2 separate regions of the Mus musculus genome follow, and region 1 is linked to region 2. A link is a contact called in public HiChIP or PLAC-seq data. All regions are on one chromosome and are shown on one strand. Each heading gives the region's core, a stretch centred on a gene start, on an enhancer-like site or on the middle of the called end of the contact. The rest is flanking DNA. Distances are from core to core; before and after follow the strand shown. Region 1 has its middle 40 kb from the start of Gm24869. Region 2 overlaps Pde4b (phosphodiesterase 4B, cAMP specific).

Region 1 (7,672 bases), core at 3,515-6,014, 190 kb after region 2:
ATTTTCCCCAGCAGCCTGTGAAGCATCTGCTACTTATGAAAGCTTTGTGGCACAGAGGAGGTTTCCAGCTCCATCCTTGTTGCTTTTATATATAACCATTTTTATAATCATTTAGTCCTATATTATTTGGATATTTCTAGGGCCTTACTAACTATAAAAGGTCTCCTGATCTGGCACTGGGATTTTTATTTAGTAGTGTATGGCTTTGGGGAGGACTACTAGCAACCCATGCAGGATACCTCTGATCAAACTCATTATTATTTGTTATTATTATTATTATTATTATTAGTAGTAGTAGTAGTAGTAGTAGTATGTCTTGAAAGACTTACAATAAGATTTCCATAAGGCTTCTTTATAACTCCTCTATTACCACTTCCCGTTCCTTCCCACTCTCCTGTTACTCCTAATCCCATATAAACCCTCCCCCCCCCGTATTTGCCTCTCTACTTTCATATCATATGTGTTCTACTAGTCCCTTCCCTTAGATCATCTTTTCTTCCTATCCCATTTTAGTGACCCCTTCTATTTTCCAGGTCCTTATAGGTACTCAAAGTTAAACATACTGCTATAAAATTCCAAAGCTAGTATCCACATACGAGGGAGAACACGCAGTTTGTCCTTTATAAGAGGGTCTGGGTTACCTCAGTAACTTCTTTCCAGTTTTATTCATTTTCTTTTCTGTCTTGATTTTTAACAGAGTAAAATTTCATTGTGCACGTGCACCACATTTCCATTATCTAGTCTTCAGCTACTGGTTATCTAGGTTGGTTCCTCTTCCTGGATGTTATGAGTAGAGCAGCAAGGATCATGGATGTGTACATATATCTGTAAAAGAGTGCAGACTCTTTGGGGTGTGTGCTATTGTTGAATCTTGTGGCAATTTGGTTCTTAGCCTTGATAACCCCCACACTGATTCTCTTAGTAGCTACTCCAGTTTCTACTTCCAGTAATAGTGAATAAGTGTCCCTGTTTCCCCACATCTTCACCAACATTAGCTGTCATTAATTGTCTTGACAGCACCCATTCTGACTGGGGTAAGATAGAATTTCAGAGTAGTTTTAATTTGCATTTCCCTGATGACTAAGGATTTTGAACACTAAAAAAAATATTTATTACATACTTGTCTTTCTTATTTTAAGAACTCTATCCAATGCCCCTAGCCCAGTTTTAAGTGTTAGACTTAATAAGAGAAATTTGATCACTGAAGAAGCAAAACAAGTTCATTTACATCCAAAAGAAATTAATTCATTATAGATATTTACATATAATAGATTTTGATCTTCAGTAATTAAATATTAGTGTAAACATTAAAAACACTTAAACTAACATGTGAAGAGGAAAACTAAGCCATAATCATGATTTTATTTTTAATTCATTCTTAGCCTCAAGGAGTTGAAATTCATTATGACATTATGATTGGGTAATAACTATATAATCATATTTCAAAGCACTGTGTAGCTGGCCTCATCAGTGGCCCAATGATCTAATCACATTGAAAAATTAGGATGATAAAAGCAATGTGGGAGGGACTGGCCTAGGGGTCAGGCTGGGTACCAATTCCCTTAGCATGGAGGTGGCCTGACTCAGTCACACAAGTCTAGCCCACTTTTATAATTAAGTTATTTGTTTTCTTCTTGCTCAGTCCTGTTGGTGGTGGTAGTTTGTTTTGTTCTGTTTTAGTTTTTTGTATGCTCTGGATGTTGATTCTCTGTCAGATATAGAGCTAGCAAAGATTTTCTCCCATCCTGTAGGCTAAATAACATGGTTCGTTGTTTGCTTTCTGCTCTGCTTGAGACAGGATCTGGCTAGGTATCCCAGGCTACCTTCAACCTCCTCTTCCCTCAGGCTCCAGAACAGAAGCTATAGACTACCTAGTGAATCTAGTTTTCATAGAGCTTCTTTTATTTGCTAAATAAACACACTTTAATTTTATCAGTATTTATTTCTGGAAAGGTTGTATAATTTTATTTCTTTCTTGTCTGTGTCCTATTTATAAATATTTCTACAATTAGCATGAAAAAATTAAAAAGTAACCAAAAGCTTCAGATTCTAACAAATGCTGGTGTGATCTCTATGGGTTCAAGTCCAGCCTAGTTTACACAGTGATTTCCAGCCCAGTTCAAGGCTGTAGAGAGATTAAAAAAAAAAAAAAAAAAAAAAAAAAAAAAAAAAAAAGACTTTTTCTAAAGATTTTCCATTCTTATTTTAAAAGGTTGGATCACAAATGTAACTGACTATTTTTTTTCTTTCCATTTTTTATTAGGTATTTAGCTCATTTACATTTCCAATGCTATACCAAAAGTCCCCCATACCCACCCACCCCCACTCCCCTACCCGCCCACTCCCCCTTTTTGGCCCTGGCGTTCCCCTGTTCTGGGGCATATAAAGTTTGTGTGTCCAATTGGCCTCTCTTTCCAGTGATGGCCGACTAGGCCATCTTTTGATACATATGCAGCTAGAGTCAAGAGCTCCGGGGTACTGGTTGGTTCATAATGTTGATCCACCTATAGGGTTGCAGATCCCTTTAGCTCCTTGGGTACTTTCTCTAGCTCCTCCATTGGGAGCCCTGTGATCCATCCATTAGCTGACTGTGGGCATCCACTTCTGTGTTTGCTAGGCCCCGGCATAGTCTCACAAGAGACAGCTACATCTGGGTCCTTTCGATAAAATCTTGCTAGTGTATGCAATGGTGTAAGCGTTTGGAAGCTGATTATGGGGTGGATCCCTGGATAAGGCAGTCTCTACATGGTCCATCCTTTCATCTCAGCTCCAAACTTTGTCTCTGTAACTCCTTCCAAGGGTGTTTTGTTCCCACTTCTAAGGAGGGGCATAGTGTCCACACTTCAGTCTTCATTTTTCTTGAGTTTCATGTGTTTAGGAAATTGTATCTTATATCTTGGGTATCCTAGGTTTTGGGCTAATATCCACTTATCAGTGAGTACATATTGTGTGAGTTCCTTTGTGAATGTGTTACCTCACTCAGGATGATGCCATAAAAGAACCTCTGGTGGAATCACCATGCCTGACCTAAAGCTTTACTACAGAGCAATTGTGGTAAAAACTGCATGGTACTGGTATAGAGACAGACAAGTAGACCAATGGAATAGAATTGAAGACCCAGAAATGAACCCACACACCTATGGTCACTTGATCTTCGACAAGGGAGCTAAAACCATCCAGTGGAAGAAAGACAGCATTTTCAACAATTAGTGCTGGCACATCTGGTTGTTATCATGTAGAAGAATGTGAATCGATCTATACTTATCTCCTTGTACTAAGGTCAAATCTAAATGGATCAAAGAACTTCACATAAAACCAGAGACACTGAAACTTATAGAGGAGAAAGTGGGGGAAAGCCTTGAAGATATGGGCACAGGGGAAAAATTCCTGAACAGAACAGCAATGGCTTGTGCTGTAAGATCGAGAATTGACAAATGGGACCTAATGAAACTCCAAAGTTTCTGCAAGGCAAAAGACACCGTCAATAAGACAAAGAGACCACCAACAGATTGGGAAAGGATCTTTACCTATCCTAAATCAGATAGGGGACTAATATCCAACATATATAAAGAACTCAAGAAGGTGAACTTCAGAAAATCAAATAACCCCATTAAAAAATGGGGCTCAGAACTGAACAAAGAGTAACTGACTATTTTATGAGTTAGAACCAATTGTGCATACATTTCAAGTCACGTTCATCAGGAAAAGGGTAACTTTTTATTGCAAAATAATAGAAATATAGAAGGAGATTAGCTTTCAGGTAATGTGGAAGAGTACAAATTCCATCTTTGGTATCCAGGTTTTTAAAAAGCAGTATAAGAAATATTAGGGTATTCTAGAAAGAAAAGGGAGAAAGCGCTGTGGAAACTCGTGAGGGGGACAAGAGACTGTTGGAAAAATGAACAATATGGCTGAGCACAGTTTCTACTGCTCAGCTCCGTGTGCAAGGAGGGCAAGCGAAAAGCCCCATCCAAAACAGATCCCCTGGCCCTGGAGAGACATCAATCTTACTCTTAGGACAAACCTCAAATCTACTCGCAGGTTTTCTTGAGACAGTGTCCCTCCAGCAGACGGACCAACAGTGCTGAGCAACCTCATTTTGTCACTATGATTTGGAGAGTAGTGGCTGGGCACTGTCGAGAGAGGGGTCCTTTTTAAGACTCAGCCACCTTGAGGGCTTATGGATAAAGAATAACCAGTCTGGTAGCCTGACTTTAACATGCTCGCTCCCCCAGGGCGAGGTGGCCATGACAGGCAGCTTTGGAGGGGATAGGGCATGCTGGGACAATGATCAGCTGGAAAGTGTAGATTGCAGGAGGCTTGCTTCATGTGTGATGAGCAAAGCCCCACTCTCAGTGGTTGGGAACAGATCTCATCAACTGAAGTTTGACATCAGTGGGTAGCCCAACCTGTAGAGCCCCCTATCTGCCACTCAATGTTATAGCCTAACACATGCTCCCAGCAGGTTGATTAACACATAGATGTTGAAAGTACAAAGACAAAATTTCCACCTCTATAGATCTTAGGGGTTTACTTCCCACACACCCCCATGGACTTGAGAAACCCCCCAGCTACAGCATTTGCCACACCAGGGGCTATTAGGAGCCGCCGACTCTTAGCAGAAATCCGCTATCATCTCTACAGCCATCTCGGGCTATTTACTTACAGGTGGAAATTTTCCACCCTAACAAGAGACTTGTTTTCCTAGCATGATGTTTTTGCAAGAAGCCTACCACAACTGAACACACTCTGATAACATCTTGTTTTTCTCCTATACATCCTGGACTTGTGGTTAAGTGTCTCCAGCTGCATACCCCAGTGAGTACATATATACCCATAGCTGCCTTTCAATAAATGATACTTGAGCCTTGAGCCTTGAACCTTGAGCAGATAGCCTGTGTTGTCTCCATTCTTCGCGTCTCTTGCCCCTACGTCCCCACTCTCTCTTTTGCAGACCCGGTTGGCTGACCCATGGACCAGATCAAGGGGCTCCATCTTGGGAGTCCCAAGAGGGTGAGAAAACCCACAGAGATCATAAACGGCAATGATAAGGGTGACTAACAAAGGCCCTAGGTACATAAAGATGTGACAACAGTTGTGATGGACATTCAACATTTGTCCAATACAAGCCAAACACCAACATAAATCATAGGACCGACAAAGGCCCTTCAGGTTAGCAGACCCTTCCTCCCAATGCATATAACTGACAGATTCCAAGGATTAAGAACCCAGAAAGAAGCTGATCCAACACTTCATATCTCTCTCTCTCTCTCTCTCTCTCTCTCTCTCTCTCTCTCTCTCTCTTCCTGTGTGTGTGTGTTGTGTGTTTGCATGTATCTGTGTGTATATGCACATGTACATGAAACCTATAGGTATATGTGTAATTGTGTGTGTGTGTGATAAGACAAGAAGTCAATTCTCATCACTAAATGAAAAATATACCTATGTAAAGAAATGGAATATATCATACTAGAGAGAGGAGACGATTATGAAGTTGGTTTACATGATAGGGATTGCATAGTCCCCCAACGGCTGCCTACAAATGAAACATCCAACCACTCAGTAGCTATTGAATCCAAGAAACTGGATTCCCTCAGAAGTCTCAATGTGCACTGAAGGCCTGGGGTTTACTTGGGAGCCATTGACATTGGAGCCACATTGAAAGGCCATGGAAGCTGGCATGAAGCTGGAGTTAGGTGTCTAAGGAAAATGGCAAACAGCAATGGGGATATTTGCTTGGAAAATAAAAGGGACTTCCTTCATCGTGAGGCCTTTCTTCCCCAACTTCTTTCTCTCCTGCCTGCGGATCTGTTGGATTATACTACCCATATTTATAGCAGATGTTTCATATGCCAATCTTTTCTGGGAAATCCTCAACATACACAGCAGAGGTGTTTTTAACCTGTCCTAGACATCTATAACTCCAGTCAAGTTGACACCACAACCAGCCAACCATAATGCTAAGTGACCATGGCTACATCTCTAAAACTGAGCCTCAGATTCTTCCCTGTAAAATAAACATGCTTAGTGATGTTATTGTGGGAATTAAATGTATTTATGTCAATAATTGTAAGATACATCTATATACTTCATAACTTCAATATCAAACTTGCCCCCATTTAAACTCTAATATTAAAACTTGAAGTGGATATTTAACATTTGATAAGTGACTTAAGTTTTTCATTCTTTATATTATTTTTTTTCTTTTTTTTTTATTAGGTATTTAGCTCATTTACATTTCCAATGCTATACCAAAAGTCCCCCATATCCACCCACCCCCACTCCCCTGCCCACCCACTCCCCCTTTTTGGCCCTGGTGTTCCCTGTACTGGGGCGTATAAAGTTTGCAAGTCCAATGGGCCTCTCTTTCCAGTGATGGCCGACTAGGCCATCTTTTGATATATATGCAGCTAGAGTCAAGAGCTCCGGGGTACTGGTTAGTTCATAATGTTGTTCCACCTATAGGGTTGCAGATCCCTTTAGTTCCTTGGCTACTTTCTCTAGCTCCTCCATTGGGAGCCCTATGATCCATCCATTAGCTGACTATGAGCATCCACTTCTGTGTTTGCTAGGCCCCGGCATAGTCTCACAAGAGACAGCTACATCTGGGTCCTTTCAATAAAATCTTGCTAGTGTATGCAATGGTGTCAGCGTTTGGATGCTGATTATGGGGTGGATCCCTGGATATGGCAGTCTCTACATGGTCCATCCTTTCATCTCAGCTCCAAACTTTGTCTCTGTGACTCCTTCCATGGGTGTTTTGTTCCCAAATCTAAGGAGGGGCATAGTGTCCACACTTCAGGCTTCATTCTTCTTGAGTTTCATGTGTTTAGCAAATTATATCTTATATCTTGGGTATCCTAGGTTTGGGGCTAATATCCACTTATCAGTGAGTACATATTGTGTGAGTTTCTTTGTGAATGTGTTACCTCACTCAGGATAATGCCCTCCAGGTCCATCCATTTGGCTAGGAATTTCATAAATTCATTCTTTTTAATAGCTGAGTAGTACTCCATTGTGTAGATGTACCACATTTTCTGTATCCATTCTTCTGTTGAGGGGCATCTAGGTTCTTTCCAGCTTCTGGCTATTATAAATAAGGCTGCTATGAACATAGTGGAGCATGTGTCCTTCTTACCAGTTGGGGCATCTTCTGGATATATGCCCAGGAGAGGTATTGCTGGATCCTCCGGTAGTACTATGTCCAGTTTTCTGAGGAACCGCCAGACTGATTTCCAGAGTGGTTGTACAAGCCTGCACTCCCACCAACAATGGAGGAGTGTTCCTCTTTCTCCACATCCACGCCAGCATCTGCTATCACCTGAATTTTTGATCTTAGCCATTCTGACTGGTGTGAGGTGGAATCTCAGGGTTGTTTTGATTTGCATTTCCCTAATGATTAAGGATGTTGAACATTTTTTCAGGTGCTTCTCTGCCATTCGGTATTCCTCAGGTGAGAATTCTTTGTTCAGTTCTGAGCCCCATTTTTTAATGGGGTTATTTGATTTTCTGAAGTCCACCTTCTTGAGTTCTTTATATATGTTGGATATTAGTCCCCTATCTGATTTAGGATAGGTAAAGATCCTTTCCCAATCTGTTGGTGGTCTTTTTGTCTTATTGACGGTGTCTTTTGCCTTGCAGAAACTTTGGAGTTTCATTAGGTCCCATTTGT
Region 2 (7,144 bases), core at 631-3,130:
CCAGAGACTTGCTGGCCAGTGAACCTAGCCGAAAAGACAATTGCCAGCTTCAGTGAGAGACCCCTGCTTTCACCCATACCTACACGGTCAAGCACATCTGCACACATGTGCACAAACACATGCAAATAAGGGGCGTTGCACTCTTAGTGGAATACGGGTTGGTTGGTTTGTTTCGTTTGCCTCTTGGTGTAAGGAGATGGTGAAAAATAACACCTCATTTCTCCATGAAGAGCCAGTGCCTCCAGTGAAGAAACCAGGATCGCTGTGGGCTAGTTGCTGGGTGTGGTATTTATCAAATGATTTGTCCTCTCAAACATCTCGGTTTCCTGAGGTGCAGATAATGTAGGTCCTGAACTGACACATCTCTAAGTGTTCCTCTGGCTGTGGCCTTCTGTCCTCCAAGAACTGGGATTCATGTTGACTTCTGAATTGAGACCTAAGTAACAGTTTTGATGCTGTTGTTGTTGTTGGTGGTGGTGGTGGTGGGTTTTTTGTTTGTTTGTTTGTTTGTTGTTTTTTGTTTTTTTTTTTCTGAGAGGCTCTATCAGAAAACCTGAAGTGGAGGGGTTGGCAGTGGACCTGAGGTAAACAACTTCCTTCCTGGGGAGTTGTTGCATCCTGATGCTGTGCAGAGGGAAATTCCAGGCCATCTGGATATGAGAGAATTGCAATCGTCTACCCATATTACAGGAGCCGGCCTTCCGGTGATAGCCTTATGTCACTGGATAACTCATTAAGCCCTGAAAATCTCCTGGGGCATCAGGGATTGTGGTAGGGTGGGGGTGCTTTTCAATGCATACTCAGCCTCTTTTTCTGCTTCTCCACAGGAGGTCACCAGCGGCTAGTCAGGCTCCAGTCTCCAGAGTCAGCCTGCAAGGTAGGCCTCCTCCAGAGATCCATCTCTACATTCTGAAGCAATTATTCGAGACTGTTATTAGAATAACAGCGTTTATATGCACACTGTAACCCTCAGAAGCAAGTCACTTGGTGACCTTTTTTCAACAGTGTCCCATCACCCCAAGTGAAGCCCAACTAAAAATACTTAGAAACAAAGTGCCCACTGTGTGCCTAGGGCTTCACAATTAAATGTGTGGTCCTGCCGCATCCAGAAGAGGAGGCAGCTGTATGTATGTCAAGAGTGCAACTTGACCTTAGCTTGCTGAACCCCCAGTGAACTCCTGGAGTGCTAACCTCAAACATTCCCCCACAGGGTGTCCACATTAGCCCAAGGTCCCCAAGGCACATTAAAGGGTTTCCTCTTAGCATCAGCTCTAGCTACAAGTTGCTCCGCATCCTAGCCAGGTGTGAAACCAAAGGTTCTTTCTAGCTCACAAAGAGTTTCTCTTGGATGTCATCCAGCTTCATTCCTCTCATCTTTCAGTTACGAGCATCTGCTCTTCCTGTGTATCGAAGTCCATTGAGAAGGAGGGCCACCTTGGAGGAACACCAGAGAGATATGTCCAACATGTATTTGTCACATACAACCACTTAGGTGACTTTGATGAGGTCCATGAATTCCTCTCCCTTGACCCTGTCCCATTCTTATAGCAGGGGACGAAGATACACTCGGCATGGCCCTCTGATATCTAACAGTGCTAGTCCGGGTACTTCCTCCTCAGATGTTGTGTTCTGTTAGTATGACGGCCATAAGGATCTCAGAAGTGTCATAAATTACTAACCTCTGAACGAAGGGAACAAAGGCAGTGCATTCCATTTCCTCATCGGCTTCTGAAGCACTTACAGAATATGCTTTTAAAACTTTTAGAAGGAAAAAGATGTAGGAAAAAAGTGAAAGAAAGACATGAGGCAAGGTGGAGTCCTGTGATATGAGCTAGAAAGAAGGAAACAGTGTTCTGCCCACAGACTTCAAAACCTCGGCATGCTGATGGGCCACTTCCGTTAGGTATAAAAAGAAACAGAGTAGCGTCTTAGTGTGTAGCTGTGCTAGACGCTGAGGAGATCAAAGGAGCTGTTTTGAACCGCCTGTTGTTTCATCTTATTGGCCTGCCCACGTGGTGGCTTTGTTTGCAATTCTACCAACATGTTTCTGATACCAATTTGAATATTTAGAATACATTTCCTGTTTCTTGTAATAAATATGAGCATATACCAGGAGGGTGTATGGCACTTAGGGTTCTATAAACTAACTCATTAGCAAAAACACTGAAAGATGTTTTATGATTATTGGCACATTGACTACAGCTTGGCATCGGGAGCTTTCTTAAGTGCCTTTGAAACAATGGAGCTAAGATGTAAGGATGCCCCTTAAGGCAATTTGTTTTTGTCGGTCTTTGTGGCAAACTACAACAATCCTCGGTTTTCTCTGGAAAGAGACTGTGGTGGTACTAATTATTACGTAATTACTGGTTTCGGAATCTTCTCAACGGTAAACCACAGGCAGAAGAGGACAGAGGAGACACACATCCCGTGTTTTGTTCTTATTATCAGCTGAAATAAGTCGGGCAGATTTTTCCTGTTATTTTAATATTTATCAGCATATGACAAAGAGGCATGTTTAAATAGAAACTTTAAAGGGGAATGAAAAACACACGGCTTTGAGTGAGCAGCATGGAGCACTGGAGCACTGCTTTAGAACATAAGGTTTTTTATTGAAAATTTATGAAAGAAAATCAGGTGTGCATTTAGAAGTACTTAATTTGAACTTGTACATTTTGATAGAAATAGAAGGTTTAACAAGTACAGGACGCTGGCTGGAAAAACAGCTCAGAGTTTAAGAGGACACTGTCTGCTCTTCCAGAGGTTCTGAGTTCAATTCCCATCAACCACATGGTAGCTCACAACCCTCTGTAACAGGATCTGGTGCCCTCTTCTGGCCTGCAGGCATACATGCAGGCAGAATGCTGTATACATAATAAATAAATAAATCTAAAGAGGAAAAAACGTACAAGATAATAGTTTGAACATATTCAACAATGGAAGCAAACAGGAGAAGCCAGATGGCAAAAGATGGCTCCCTGCAGCATCTTCCTCTCCTTGTTCCCCACCCCCTTGTTCTCCTCTCTCCCTCCTCTTCTCCTCCCATACTTTTCTCCCTCCTACTTTTTCTTCTCTTCACGCTCCTTCTCTTCCTCTTCTACTCCTTCTTCTTCTGCTGCTTCTTCATTCATGTAAATGAAATGTGATTCTTCAATTCCAATGAATTCTTCCAATCTGGTTGAAGTTTCTAAACTTACCTCGAGTCACTGGGTGATGAAATCTCTCAATCAGAGTCAGCTCTTCTCTCTGCTGGACCAGATTCTCAGCTTTTGGGGAGCAATAGGAAAGTCTTGTCTTTGAAATGACAACTTGTGTTTTTAGCATGATTGTTCCTATTTTGTCGAGAACTTAATTCTGGGGTACACAATGGTTCCCCAGTGGTGTGTCTGTCCCACTGGATCCTGGGTTCCTGGGGGTGAGACCACATCTTTCTCATCTCTTTGTCTTTATAGTATGGTAAATTATGTCTACACGGCCGGAACAGAGTCAATGCCAAACTGGCCAGGACTACGTAAAGGTTGGACTGTATTTGAAAGAATGTGCTCATAAAGATAAAATATAATAATAAGCCAGTTTCTGCGTCTGAAGGAAGTGTTTACTTCTGCGCTTCTGTTTCTTTCTTCAGAGTTTTTATCACTTACTCTACTGAAATTAGAAGGTGTTGGGGCCTTACGTATGCCAATGTGTTCATGCAGTTTTGAATAAGAAAGGATGAAACCTAAGAAGGTGACATTTTGCTGACAAAGTAGGGAAGCCACCATTCAAAGATGGAGGACTAAATGGGCAGAGAGCAGCTCCAAAGCCTGAGTGCGAAGATTTGGGAGGTCACAGTGAAGCCTCGTGAGGGCAGTAAAAATCCTAGGTTATGAGCCGCTCCACTTGGAGACCAGCATCACTTTCTTTTGAATTAGTAAAGTCTTGGGGTTTTATTTTCTGTGTAGGAGTGAAAAAGAAAGGAAAATAATATAATAAAAAGAAAATTAAGTCTAAAACAAGGCAGGAACTTGAATTCTTTCACCTGGACATATTCAACATGGAAGACTGAAAACTCAAGATTTCCCAAAGGAAAAACCAAATCAAATAATTGAAACAAATCAACTTGTATACATATGTGCGGTTATGTAACCACTGCCAGGCTTTCCCCATACCCTTATTCCTGTGCTCGGGCATATATCTCATTTACGCTTTTTTTGACTATGTCATGAGAGAACCTACTAAGAAAATAAATCGCTAGGTGATCACTGCGTTTGCAGAAGGAATTTTTTTTCCTACACAAAAAGATTAGAAACATATTTTTTTTTAGAAACTCTCACCTCTGAGTCTCATAAATGACTTAATTTACAACAATATATACATCAAGTATAGAATTTTGTGGCAGCCAGAATAACGTGTGGAGTAGGGTATTCTATCATACTATTTCATCTAAAATTTACTAAGAGCCATTGGTGCAAATCATGACTATCACCACTTGTAATAGAGCTGTTTTTAAAGTAACCCAGAAGTTCATGGATCATCCAAAATGGCAGCCAACCATGTCGATGAGATATCTGAAGAGCTGCCCGGAGATCTCCAAGCCAGACTACCGCAGACTACAGCTTGGGTGTCTGTAGCATTAACTGTAGTGATTTCCAACATGAGTCAATTAAAATATATTTCAAGGAAAGAATGTATTTGGAGAAATAGGATGAGGAAGCAGAAGTCTTCCAGTAAAGCACAAAATGTGCTGACCTATCTCAACAGCAGCCTTAATTAAGGTTTTTCCCAAGCTCCAGGGAGGCCATGTCTTCTAGCATCACTTCAGGGCCACTCTGGAAGGAATGATGATACAACTGATGAAGAGTAGAAGAGACCTCCTTTCAGGAAGCCTGTTTCTCCACATGACTCCTCACTCATCTTCACTTAGCTTTGACTATTTCTGAGATTCAAGTAGATGTGCCAGATGCACATTTTGCTCAAGAAATAGAACAGGGGCTCAGTACATGGTCTCTGACCCTGAACAGCTCAGAAAAGTCAAGGCTTTGCTAGAACTGCCAGGCCTGGGATGTGAGCGGGACGGCTGTATATGGGCAGAGGTCTCTCTGAGGACCATGGCTCAGGCTTGAAAACTGATCCGTGGCAGATGACTGGAGAGGGAGGCCAGCACAAGCTGAACCTTTACTTCGTTTCTGCATTAAGCAAGAACAGTCAGGCAGGATTACAACACACGGGCAAACAGAAATAAGATCAACCATCTTATCAAAGACCCTGGCCACTCAGGACAAAGGAGGTCCCGAAGGAAATTACAAAAAAGAAAAGGGGAAAAATAAAAATAGCAGACATTTTCTTCAGTGTTCGGTATGATGTGTGTAACCTGGAATTCTGGGACAATCGGCTCAGTTACACCCATATATAAAGAGCCTTTATATACAAATAGAAGTCATAAAATAGAACTATACCAGAAAAGCTGGGAAATTCTCAAGATAGTGCCCCAAATGGTTTGAAAGAGCCTGTTTTGTCTAAAATAGCCATCCTATAAACATTTACCCCAGAACATGGACGCTGAACTGCCTGCAATGATTTGCAATGATTTCATATATGTCTAAATTTAAGGATGGCTAACTGCAAAATCATTAGTAAGGCAGCTAAAGTGAGAATGGTAAAAACTGTTCCCTTGAGCAAACACAGCTAAAAATAAGGTCTTGCTTATTAGTGGCCACGTTCCCTTGTTCAGAATTAATTTCTTCATTTAGCAGGAAAAGTTTTTTTTCCTCATATTAATCAGGACCTGGGGGACCAGCAGCATCTAGTCCCTTAGCATTTGCAGAAAGAGCCAAGTCCGTTCCTCACAGACTCCACATCGTGTTTTCGCGCTGCTGAGAGACACTGTCCACCCCCTCCCCCTGAAAGCTGGAATCATGCATGTTAGTAAGTATTTCAGTTATGCCATTGACGTCAATGGAGTCATTAAATAGATTGCTGGCCCTCCCAGAGGCAAATCACTGCCAGGGACCTAGATACAGACACTTTTTTTTTTTTTTTTCAAAGACAGCCATCAGGTTTTGCTATGAGAGAGAACGAAAAGTTTACACTGTAGCCGACTGTCTCCAAACAGTTTCTTTTTGCCCTTTGCATTTTGTTCCGGCCTTTCTTTCTCTTTGGTTACAGTAGACTCCAAAAGACACCCAGATATTATTGCCTAAATGTTTTGTGCACAAATGGATCTCCTGTAATTGAGACCATAGAGGAAGATACTGAACTTTGAAAAAAAGGAGTCTCTAGTTTGCTCTGTTCAGCCCATCTTGATGTTAATTCAGGGGCATACATTGTTCTAGCCAAATCACTGTTGTCTGCTACTGAAGTTGTTTGACGTTTGGATCCTTAAACAAACAGCGTCCTTCAAAGAGGCACACAGATTGCCTTTTCTGCTGCCTCTGCACGGCTCAAAGCTGTAGCCCTCATCTCTGAATCAATCTTTCTGCAGCTGTTTCGGGCTGTGGCACTGAGCCTCTGTAGCGAAGGGTGGAGGAGGAAGCCAGGAAGACAAACTGGTTCTCAGGGCTGTCTCATCTGCAGCAGTGTACCCACAGGAGGCTATCCACGTGCCTGTGTCCTCCCAAACCCCAGCTGCTGCCCGCCTCAAGCCCGATCACGTAGCAGCTTCCAGGCCTGTCGGAGAAAAGCCCTTCGGGACACAGCTGCCTCTTCCTGGGAATGCCTGCAGGCTCTGTTTACCTGAGCTGCAGCTGGAATGTCTGCCAAGGACTCGCTCCACACCTGGACTTTTCTACCACTGAGGCTCAGAGCCAGAAAGCTACCTTCATCATCTCTTCAGATCTGGCTCCCTTCATCTACCATGCAGGCTATAAAACTTACTTCTTACTACAGTCCTTGCCCCTCCAGTCCATGGATGGTTCCCTTCCTTTATTTATCACTGGGGTGTATAGAAATGCTAGACACTTGAAACTTTTGGTAACCCTTCTTGAGTTACGTGGAGACCCAGGTTCCATGTCCTCCCTGCTCTGTTCCCTTGTTCTGCAGTTCCTGGCTTGGGAGAACCAAAACTGCACCGTCTTCATCCATTTCTCTCTCATTGCCAGGACAGCCAGCTCCTTTAACCACTTCTTTCTAGTCTTTTCTTCTCTCCCGGCATAAAGGACTTTGTTTTCCT

What was found. HiChIP or PLAC-seq counts read pairs in DNA pulled down with a chosen protein or histone mark.
Region 1: a contact with region 2 is called in an H3K27ac HiChIP or PLAC-seq map of T-cell acute lymphoblastic leukemia, with 3 times the contacts expected there. The contact joins two enhancer-like sites. A contact is called at or near these places in 2 of 15 datasets of contacts at CTCF or cohesin (large pre-B cells and pro-B cells), 2 of 484 Hi-C or Micro-C datasets (bone marrow-derived macrophages and group 2 innate lymphoid cells) and 3 of 115 datasets of contacts at active chromatin or transcription factors (T-cell acute lymphoblastic leukemia, a beta-TC-6 cell line and large pre-B cells).

Annotation. Positions count from the first base shown.
Region 1 is chr4:102,693,432-102,701,103 of GRCm38.p6, forward strand. No RefSeq gene overlaps it. Among named protein-coding and RNA genes, the nearest start is that of Gm24869, 40 kb to the right of the region's middle. Within about 2 kb of position 4,765, at least 8 of the 459 cell types and tissues checked have an H3K27ac peak or open chromatin away from gene starts, as enhancers often do. A contact at or near this core is called in T-cell acute lymphoblastic leukemia, where this site is marked.
Region 2 is chr4:102,505,166-102,512,309 of GRCm38.p6, forward strand. Pde4b (phosphodiesterase 4B, cAMP specific) reads left to right here. Exons shown (of 15, transcript NM_019840.2): 5 at 828-877. It overlaps Gm52668 (a long non-coding RNA gene), which reads right to left. Exons shown (of 3, transcript XR_003955083.1): 3 at 3,044-5,162. Among named protein-coding and RNA genes, the nearest start is that of Gm52668, 6.8 kb to the right of the region's middle. Within about 2 kb of position 1,881, at least 124 of the 459 cell types and tissues checked have an H3K27ac peak or open chromatin away from gene starts, as enhancers often do. A contact at or near this core is called in T-cell acute lymphoblastic leukemia, where this site is marked.